Linked DNA regions of Dromaius novaehollandiae: region 2 is linked to region 1. A link is a contact called in public Hi-C data. All regions are on one chromosome and are shown on one strand. Each heading gives the region's core, a stretch centred on a gene start, on an enhancer-like site or on the middle of the called end of the contact. The rest is flanking DNA. Distances are from core to core; before and after follow the strand shown.

Region 1 (4,298 bases), core at 214-2,713:
GCTGCTCTGCAGATGCAGGAGTCTCTCTCATCTCTAGTCTTCAAGATTAAAAATGTAATGAAAACCACACAACAGAGCACTAAAAAGCTTACCTGCATGCTCAGAGGCATGTGTTCCTGGTGTTATATGAACATCCACCTTAAAAGGAGCAAAAAGGTCACAAAATAAGAAAGAGAGGACAAGTCAACAACACACTGGAAGCTCAAACTCAATTTAACAAAGAAAACAAGATAATTAAAAAAAACCCAACACACACACATTCCTGTCAAAGCCAGCTACTATATATAGCAGAACAAAACAAAGTCTAACATCTGGATGCCCTTCCAGGCAGCAGCCTGCACTGCATTCTGATCTGCTTTACGCCTCCTTCAGGCAGTCGGGTGAAACACAGGCCTCTAATCCCCATTTCTAAAACTGAGATTCTCACCCTTAAGGAGTCAGAGCACCACAAAGAACTACCGGTAATTTCCCATCGTAATCCCAGTCGCCTTTGACTCGACCTTCAGAGAACAGGAATTCGGCATCCACTGCTTAGTTTAGTGCCTTCTGATCCCTGGGGTGTTTCCCTCCCCCATCATACGAGGAGATGGAGAAAAGCTCCAGTTACTTTTCACTTTAATTGATTTTTCACTCTAAGTTAGTTGTTAGTCTTTTAGAAACACACCCCCTTCTTTTGCTTTCTGATGTTGTTACTCACCTTAAATCTCTCAGGCAGAGATCTAATCAATTTTACTTTTATCGACAGGCCGATTAGCGTTGCCATGCTGCAGTGCGGGATCGTGGGAGTGAACTCCACCGCCACGGTGCTTTCAGCGTCGTTCACCTGTTGGAAAGCAAACACTCTCTACGTACACAACCCACCGACTTTACCACAAGCCAGCGGGGGGCAAGCCATGCGACACGCGGCCTGCGGCTCCGCTCTGCCGCTCATCCTCTTCTTCGCCGTCATCTGTACGCGCTGTGTTCAACGGGGCAGAAGCCGACGCCACCTCCCCCCGCGGGGCCGAAACACCGCGAGGACGAAGCCGCGCGCCCGGCCGAGCTCCGTGGGCCCCGCGAGCGCCGCCCCCGCGGCAGGGAACTCGCCTTGACGCGGACCTGCTCCACCACGTTGAGCTCCTCCAGGGTGAGCGGGTGCTCGGGGTCGTTGATGGAGCGGATGAGATGTGCCAGGCTGAGGAAAACGCGCCGCGGGCGGCTGCGCCACCCCCCGCCGCCCCGGCCCGGCCCTCCCGCGCCGCCCCCGCCCCGGCAGGATATCGAAGATCTCGCGGTCGTCGATGGAGTCGGGCAGCTCGTCGTCCTCCTCCCGCGCCGTCACCGGCCGCTCCCCCGAGCGGCGGTAGATGAGGGGGTTCGCGTTCTCCAGCGGCGCCGCACCGCCGCCCGGGCCCGGGCCCACCATGGTCGCCCCGCCCGGCACCTCTTCGCGCGGCGCCGCGAGGCGGGGGGCCCTTCCGGCGCGGCGCCGCGGCGGCGGAAGGAGCCCGGACGCTCTTCGGCGCCGCACCGCGCGCGGGACCATTGGCGGTTGGCAGGTGGCCGTTGGCGGTTGGCCGCGGGGGGGATGCTGAAGCGTTAACCCCCACCCCGCCCCCTTACCTTTCCCCCCGCGGCAACACCGGCGCTGGGTTATCTCCGCGGTTGTCGCTTGTGCCTCCGCAGGAGGGAAGCGCGTCGCGGGAGGGCAGGGTGAACTGAAATTGTGTGGCAGGTTGTTCCAGCTGTGGAGAGGCAGCGGCAGCATCTCCTGCGCGGCCTTGCAGCGGGAGCGTCCCAGGGTGTGCTGGCGGGCCGGGAGGCGGCGGGCAGCGGTTTCGCTGTTGCCTGACGTGAAACGTGAGGGCTAACGGGGGAGGGGGAATGGCTTCGTTCAGGTCGGTGGCTCTGTAAAATTTTTATTTGAGGGCCTTTGCTGCGACCTTAGTGCTTGAGAAGATAGGTAAATTAAACAGCATTTTAAATGCAAAATGGTGATTAAGATGGCTTCTGTTATCGTGTAGATAACTTGAAAAGTCAAGCTGTATATAATAGAAAACATGACAAAACATGACAAAGAAACTGATGCGATAAAGTGACTGTAATGGTGATCTACATCTTGGCTTTATAGACCCCTTTATAGTGGAGTTAAAGCTTTTTTTTACTCCTGCATAAACATCTTGTATGCAGTCATCCTTGTTGTATATTTGTTTCTCTTCACAAAAAATGATCGGCATAGGGTTTTTTGAGTAGATTTATGTTGGAACCTTCTGCTTAGTGACACATCTGACCTACTGTGTCAAGTCATAGTTACACATAAGCTACTTAACTTTATTTTTTATATATGGAAAACATATTCCTCAGGCAGAGTGAGGTAATTTCCCTGGTGGTTAATTAGAAATAAAAGTGGATTTGAAAGGAATTGAGATGTACTGCCTCAAAAGATTTAGAGGTTTAAAAGAAACTCACATATTGTGGTTCGGTTGCTTAACACTGCTTTACAGAAATTGCAGTAAATGCAGTTGTGCTTTTGCCTGCATGGAGTCTGGTGAGAACGGCGCTGCCCTAGCAGCGTGCAGTGTGCTGCCTTTTGCACTACACCACCACAGACAGAAACAAGTGTTTTTGCATGGGCTGAAACTGGGACAGCAGTGTGTTTGGTAGCACATCTCCAGAGCTGGAAAGCAGTTCTAGGAGCTAGGGAATTAAGTGATTGCATTCATTTTGTGCACAGTCCTGTGCTATCTGTGAAAAACATTTATGTAAAAGAGCCTGGAATATGCTCTGAGTTTTTTGGAAGTCATATCATATCTTGTCTCTTTTACAGATTACATGACTGAATACCAGGATCTTTTCAGTTACCACTATGGTCTGTGTACCAAGTTTTATTCCACCAATTAGCTTATCAGCTGGAATTCCTGGTACATGAAGAAATTTTGGGGTATAATATCCCTATAGTGAGGAGGAATTGGAAATAATATTTGTACACTGCTTTAGAAATGTTTGCTTGTGTGATGAATATGAAGCAGGTTTATTCATTCTGCCAACTTTGAATTCATATGGTGTAGCAGATAAAATTATTATTTGGCCTTTGCTCTTGCGGTCTTTCACTGCAGAAGCTGCCCAAATCGTCCCACTTAACCTGTTGCTGTAGAAGTTATAAATTAATTTAGAGAGGCATCAACAACTTTTTTTGACAGAAGGATTCAAATATTAGGAAAAAAAATACCCTGCAATAAGCTTGTCCTACAAAAGAATTTTGGCCTTCTTTCCTGTGGATTCCCTGTCAAAGAAGTCCTCCAAGAATTATGCCAAGAAGTTCCACAGGAACCCATGTTTTCTGTGGTAATAACACAAACTACATCCTGTAACTTTACTGTTATCAGTGTCTCATGGCTCTTTTCTGAGAGTAGGGGGTCATAAGGGACAACAGATTCAGTGTTAGGCACGTTCACGGGTATTTCGCCTTGCTTAAAATAACCCTGACATAGACCTGAGGTATTATCAAAGCTCTAGGTTGAAATTCTTAGGGGTTTTGTAGAGCTGCCAATTATGCTTAACATGCTCCTAGTTTTGGTACTGGATTCTGTAAACTTTCTGCAGAGCTGAGTAACTCCTCATCCCATCATAAGAGGGTGTATGTTACACTATGGGAAGTCTTGGTGTGTTGCATTCTCCTTGCAGACAGATAATGCATTTTGATGGTGCTTCTTTGGCCTACTAGTAGCATACTGAGAGAATATATTCATAAGCACTTTAGGAACTTTCTGAGGGTTAAATACAGAATAGGGCTGTATTAACCAAGAGCTAGACAATGTGGAAATTAGAACTTGTGGATTTCCCAGTGTAATATTTCTCTTATCTGCCTCCTGTAGCTCACAGCTACTCTGCATCTACATTCTGATTTGGACTTTTGCACAGAGAGGAAATAGCTGAGAGTCACGGATTCAGAAGTGTTCACAGACCTGTTCTACGCTAAAGCTAGAACATGAATGTAGAAATGTCGACGTGGTTCATGAACATGGGCAAATAAAACTGTAAACATATCTGTAGTGATTTACATTGCTTTTTAGACTCTTGATTCTTTTGATTTGATTTTGTCGACACAGACAAATTTCTGTCCTTGTATATAGAACCAGTTAAGTCAAAGGGACTTTTCAAAATACCTGCTTCCATCCTTTAGAGGTGAATGAAGATGAACTAACAAGTACAAAAAAGAACTGAAACTGTTTTTCTTGACCTATATGTGCAGTTTATTTCTAATATAAGTATATCCAGAGATCACCTGAGCCACTCTTTGATTAAAAAAGAAAAAAACA
Region 2 (3,970 bases), core at 407-2,906, 130 kb before region 1:
AGGATTTTTTTGGTGTTTTAATCGCTGTCTGGGATGTTCTCTGTTCAGAACAGTAACTGTACTGAGAAGAGCTGAAAGCAGAACTGTGTGCAAGTCCTTGTGCTATTGTCAGATATCAGTTGCTTACTGGCCAGTCGCAGTGGTGTCATGTACTATTTACTGCTGCAACCTAATACTTCAGTAGAAAGCATAGAAAAGAAAGAATGCAAGCATGTGTCTCTCTTCTTGAGGTTACAAAGCAGTTTGACATGTGCAAGAAATACGTTTTTCCTTCTTTATATCTGTTGCTGAGAGGTTAAACTTCAAAGGAGTATTATTGTTAAGTAACATGCTTGAAATTTTGCTAAATCTTTGTCTTTTGAATCTGGGAGAACCCGTTCAAACTACTTCTAGATTTCTCAAGTTATCAGTCAGTTAAGAATTGCTCCTGTTACTGTGTTAGTTAACCACCTTTCAGGGACTTTTCCAGCTAGTTGGCCTGCATTAGTCTAAAACAGAATTATGGTTTCTATTCAGATTGAGCAAAGAAACTTCTTAGTAGGGCACTTTCCATGTCTTAAAGAGGAAAAAAAGTACCTTTTTTGCCTTTTGGTGAACTTTTCTGAATTAGATACAATGCAGAGGGGAAGGATGTTGGCAATTAGCAATGCTTAAAAGGGCACTGAAACCATAGGCAGCAGATGAGTGAGTCACAAAGCATGCTCTGGTAATCCAACTTATATGTGGCTTCGGTGAGGTTTTTCCAACTTGCATAGATTAATTCAATGCTCCTGAAATAGATTACACATCCATGGAGGTAGAAATCTCTAGTCTGACTGGAGGAACAGTGATGTAGGATTTCTCATGGCTCCCTGATGAAGTTTTGGAGCCAATCCTATGGGTACTTGCTCTGGAGCAAGTGGCCTAATTCAGTCTCTGACTTGGTACTTCTCTCAAACCAGCCAAAAAAGATGCTAGCTGTGGAAATAGTTCTCTTTTGGGTGTGAACTACCAAATGTGCATTAGAAACCAGCAGCTTACTGTCACCTGTCGTTGTTAAGCATGCTTTGCTTTATGTTCTCTGAAATGATCTTTGCTATGGCGTGACTATTGCATTACTATATAATGCTTCACGGTTGTGAGGCGTTTTTCTTAACAAAAGGGATTTCAATGCCAGTGCTTTACTGAATAACTCAATTTCATGCCTGCAGAACCGAGGTTGGCCAGAAGATGTCAGTTGTATTTTGTGAAAGGAAAGCTGTGCTGCTATGTTTACTTCGGTCTCTCTCACTATTAGATGCATGTTTATAATGCATGAATTTCAGGTGCTGTTATGCAAATAAAAAAATCCAAAATACATTTTAAAGGGGTTTATTAGCAGCTACCTAGTACTTCAGATGTATGATTTGGATAATCTGAGCAAGAGTTTGATTTTCAAAGTCTTTGCCAAAACCAAGTTTTAATGGCCTGAAGTACCTGAAGTGGCTAAACTTTTAGGAGAACAGTTTCCTTGTCCTAGCACTGCTAAATACAAGAACGTGAAAGTGAAGTGAAGGCACCTGCCTGAATTTCCTGAAGAGCCCCCAATTGCACAAGAAGGAAAAGCACTTCTTGAGCTGAGGAGAGCTTTGCTCCACCATTATCCGTGTGTCTAGCTCCTGCTGTCATGCAGCTCAGCAGCTGCAGATGGCCACAGCTGCCCCGTGGTTGCTCTGTGGCTTAGGTTAAGTTGTTTTGCTGTGAACAAACCTACAGCCTGGAAATTACATTGGTAGGTTCCTTGAAGAGTCTGCTGCTGTGAGGAGATGGGGACCTACTGTTCAGTCTAGGTATTCTCATAGAGATATCTTGGGCTTTTTGTTGTAAGCCGGGCCAGCTGGGATTCTGAAATATGCTGAGGGTTTGAGAAATAAATCTTGGTGTTTTATTTTTTGGTTTTATTCTGCAGTTCTTTCTTCTGGACATAGTTGTCTGCACCTGATGCTGCTGTGGCTATCAGAGCTTGCATTTCTTATGTATTTATTCTGTTGTTCTTCCCTCCTCCTCCCCTTACCTTCTTCTCTTCCCCTTACTCCATGGTTAGTTTTCTGTTTCTTGTTCTGGGCAAGTGCTTTGAGAAAAGGAGCAATTTTTTTTTCTTTTCTTTTTCTTTTCTAGCAATGTGAGAAGGAGGATATGGTTGTCTTCTAAAGACAGCAGGTGAGGAAATTGTGACACGTGCTTTCAGCTAGGTGTGCACACAAGTGGTTCTCCAAAAAGTTAGAGAAAAACCTTCTGTTGTATTCAGCAAGTGGCCTTAGGGTATGCACACGAGATCACAGCTAGTTATCCTGCAGCCTCTGCTCTTACCCTCGTGGCTTACTGTTTATAGGCGTACTGAATCCCCTGGCATAACGAATGGCCAGAATGCCTATCAATAACGCAGTGGTTACTTCCCTTTTGGCTCTGGATTTGGCAGCTTTTTGGCAGCTGTTACCTCTGACGGCAATGCCATATAGCACAACAAATATCAAAGCACTGAAGTGTTAAGAGATACAGAGTAATTGCTTTGTCCTCTTCATTATCATAGATAATAGACATGTATCTTCCTTGTAGACGAACTTTACCTTCTGTATTATTCCAGATTTTAGTTAGAGTTATGTTTGAGGCTCTGTTCCTAACCTTTTAACCTTGAAAATAAAGCATTTGGGCAATACTGGAAGCTTGACTGAAAGATTAAAATGTGGACAGCAGTGGGGTTGAATACGGTTGCAATGTTTGGGTTACAGAGTTCATCCTCCATGAACTTGCTCCACAACTGGACTTGGGTCAGGTTCTTATCTGAACCTATTTGATGATTTGCTATGTTCCCTCTCTATTAGAAGTGGAATCTAGTCATTTGGCTAGATTTTCAGAGAAACTAGGTCATGATTAAAACCTGTCAGGGTTAAGGATCATGTTGCACCTCCTTATTTTAAACAAAGCATAAGGTAGTTAACTCTCACTGTTTGCATGCATGTCGAATAGTGTTTTGTTAAGCACATAAAAGCTATGCATCGATCCATAATTCTGATGTTACCATGCATTAAGAAACTTATCTGTTTGCAAGTGTTTTTCTCTGCTGTTATATCTCCTAAAGCACATACATAGTATCTTTCTCTCATTTGCAGCGCTGTGTTTATGAGTAAGAGATAATTGCCATATCCGTTCAACTATGATAATAGTAGAGAGTAAATTCCCTGAAGTCCATGATCTTTTTCAGAAAAATGTACTTAACATCACAGAAAAGGTTACATTCATTTATTTTTACTGTGACTTTGCTTAAAATAAGCCCCATGTCTGTGAAATTCCTGGCTACGATATAATAGATTTCAGTAGTCCATAGGACTTCAAGTAGTTTCTCTGCTGCCATTTTGCAGAATAGAGTGTATGATCCTCTATAAAATCTGCAAAAACTATCTTGTAAGGGCACATTGCTGCCTTTTTCCAATTGTGTTATTAAAAGAAAAAGAGGGTTCAATTTCATGTGGACTTCGATTTCTGTGTGGTTTTCCAACCGCCTGATATAAAGGAAAATGTTCTGAGTTATCTTAATTTCCTTTTCTGGCGTGCTAGTTAATTTTTTAAGTAGTTTTTTTCAGCCAGGCTTTTAGGGGCATTCTAGTGTCATTTTCAGTGAATGCCAGTAATAAATATTTCTGCCTTATTCACCTGCCAACTCATCTTTTATTCATCCTGCTGATGAAAACAATCTCCCATGAAACTTCTGTTGCTGAAAGAGTACAACAATTTTCCCATTACAAAAGTAATAGATCCTTTTTCAGCTCAGTGTAAGAATTTTCTATTACTTTGACATGTTTTTGAAGAAGTTTGGAATTTTAAGGTTCTGACTTCTAATTAAAAGCAACAGAGAGAATGCAAACCAATAAATGTAGCAACAGGTGAATCTGCACTTCCCTTATGTTCTTACTGCAAAATGCCAATGTTTTACTAAAATCATATGGCTGTCCTT

Evidence for each region. A called contact is a pair of places that touch in the nucleus more often than the background predicts.
Region 2: a Hi-C map of ovary shows a contact between it and region 1, with 5 times the contacts expected there. The contact joins the enhancer-like site here to the promoter of CIAO2B in region 1. A contact is called at or near these places in 3 of 4 Hi-C or Micro-C datasets (brain, liver and ovary).

The regions. Positions count from the first base shown.
Region 1 is chr13:14,587,581-14,591,878 of bDroNov1.hap1, reverse strand. CIAO2B (cytosolic iron-sulfur assembly component 2B) reads right to left here and starts at 1,463. Exons shown (of 5, transcript XM_064519693.1): 1 at 1,261-1,463; 2 at 1,099-1,166; 3 at 698-823; 4 at 93-138. The coding sequence starts at 1,405.
Region 2 is chr13:14,714,352-14,718,321 of bDroNov1.hap1, reverse strand. No RefSeq gene overlaps it. Among named protein-coding and RNA genes, the nearest start is that of PDP2, 11 kb to the left of the region's middle. Within about 2 kb of position 1,656, at least 2 of the 2 cell types and tissues checked have open chromatin away from gene starts, as enhancers often do.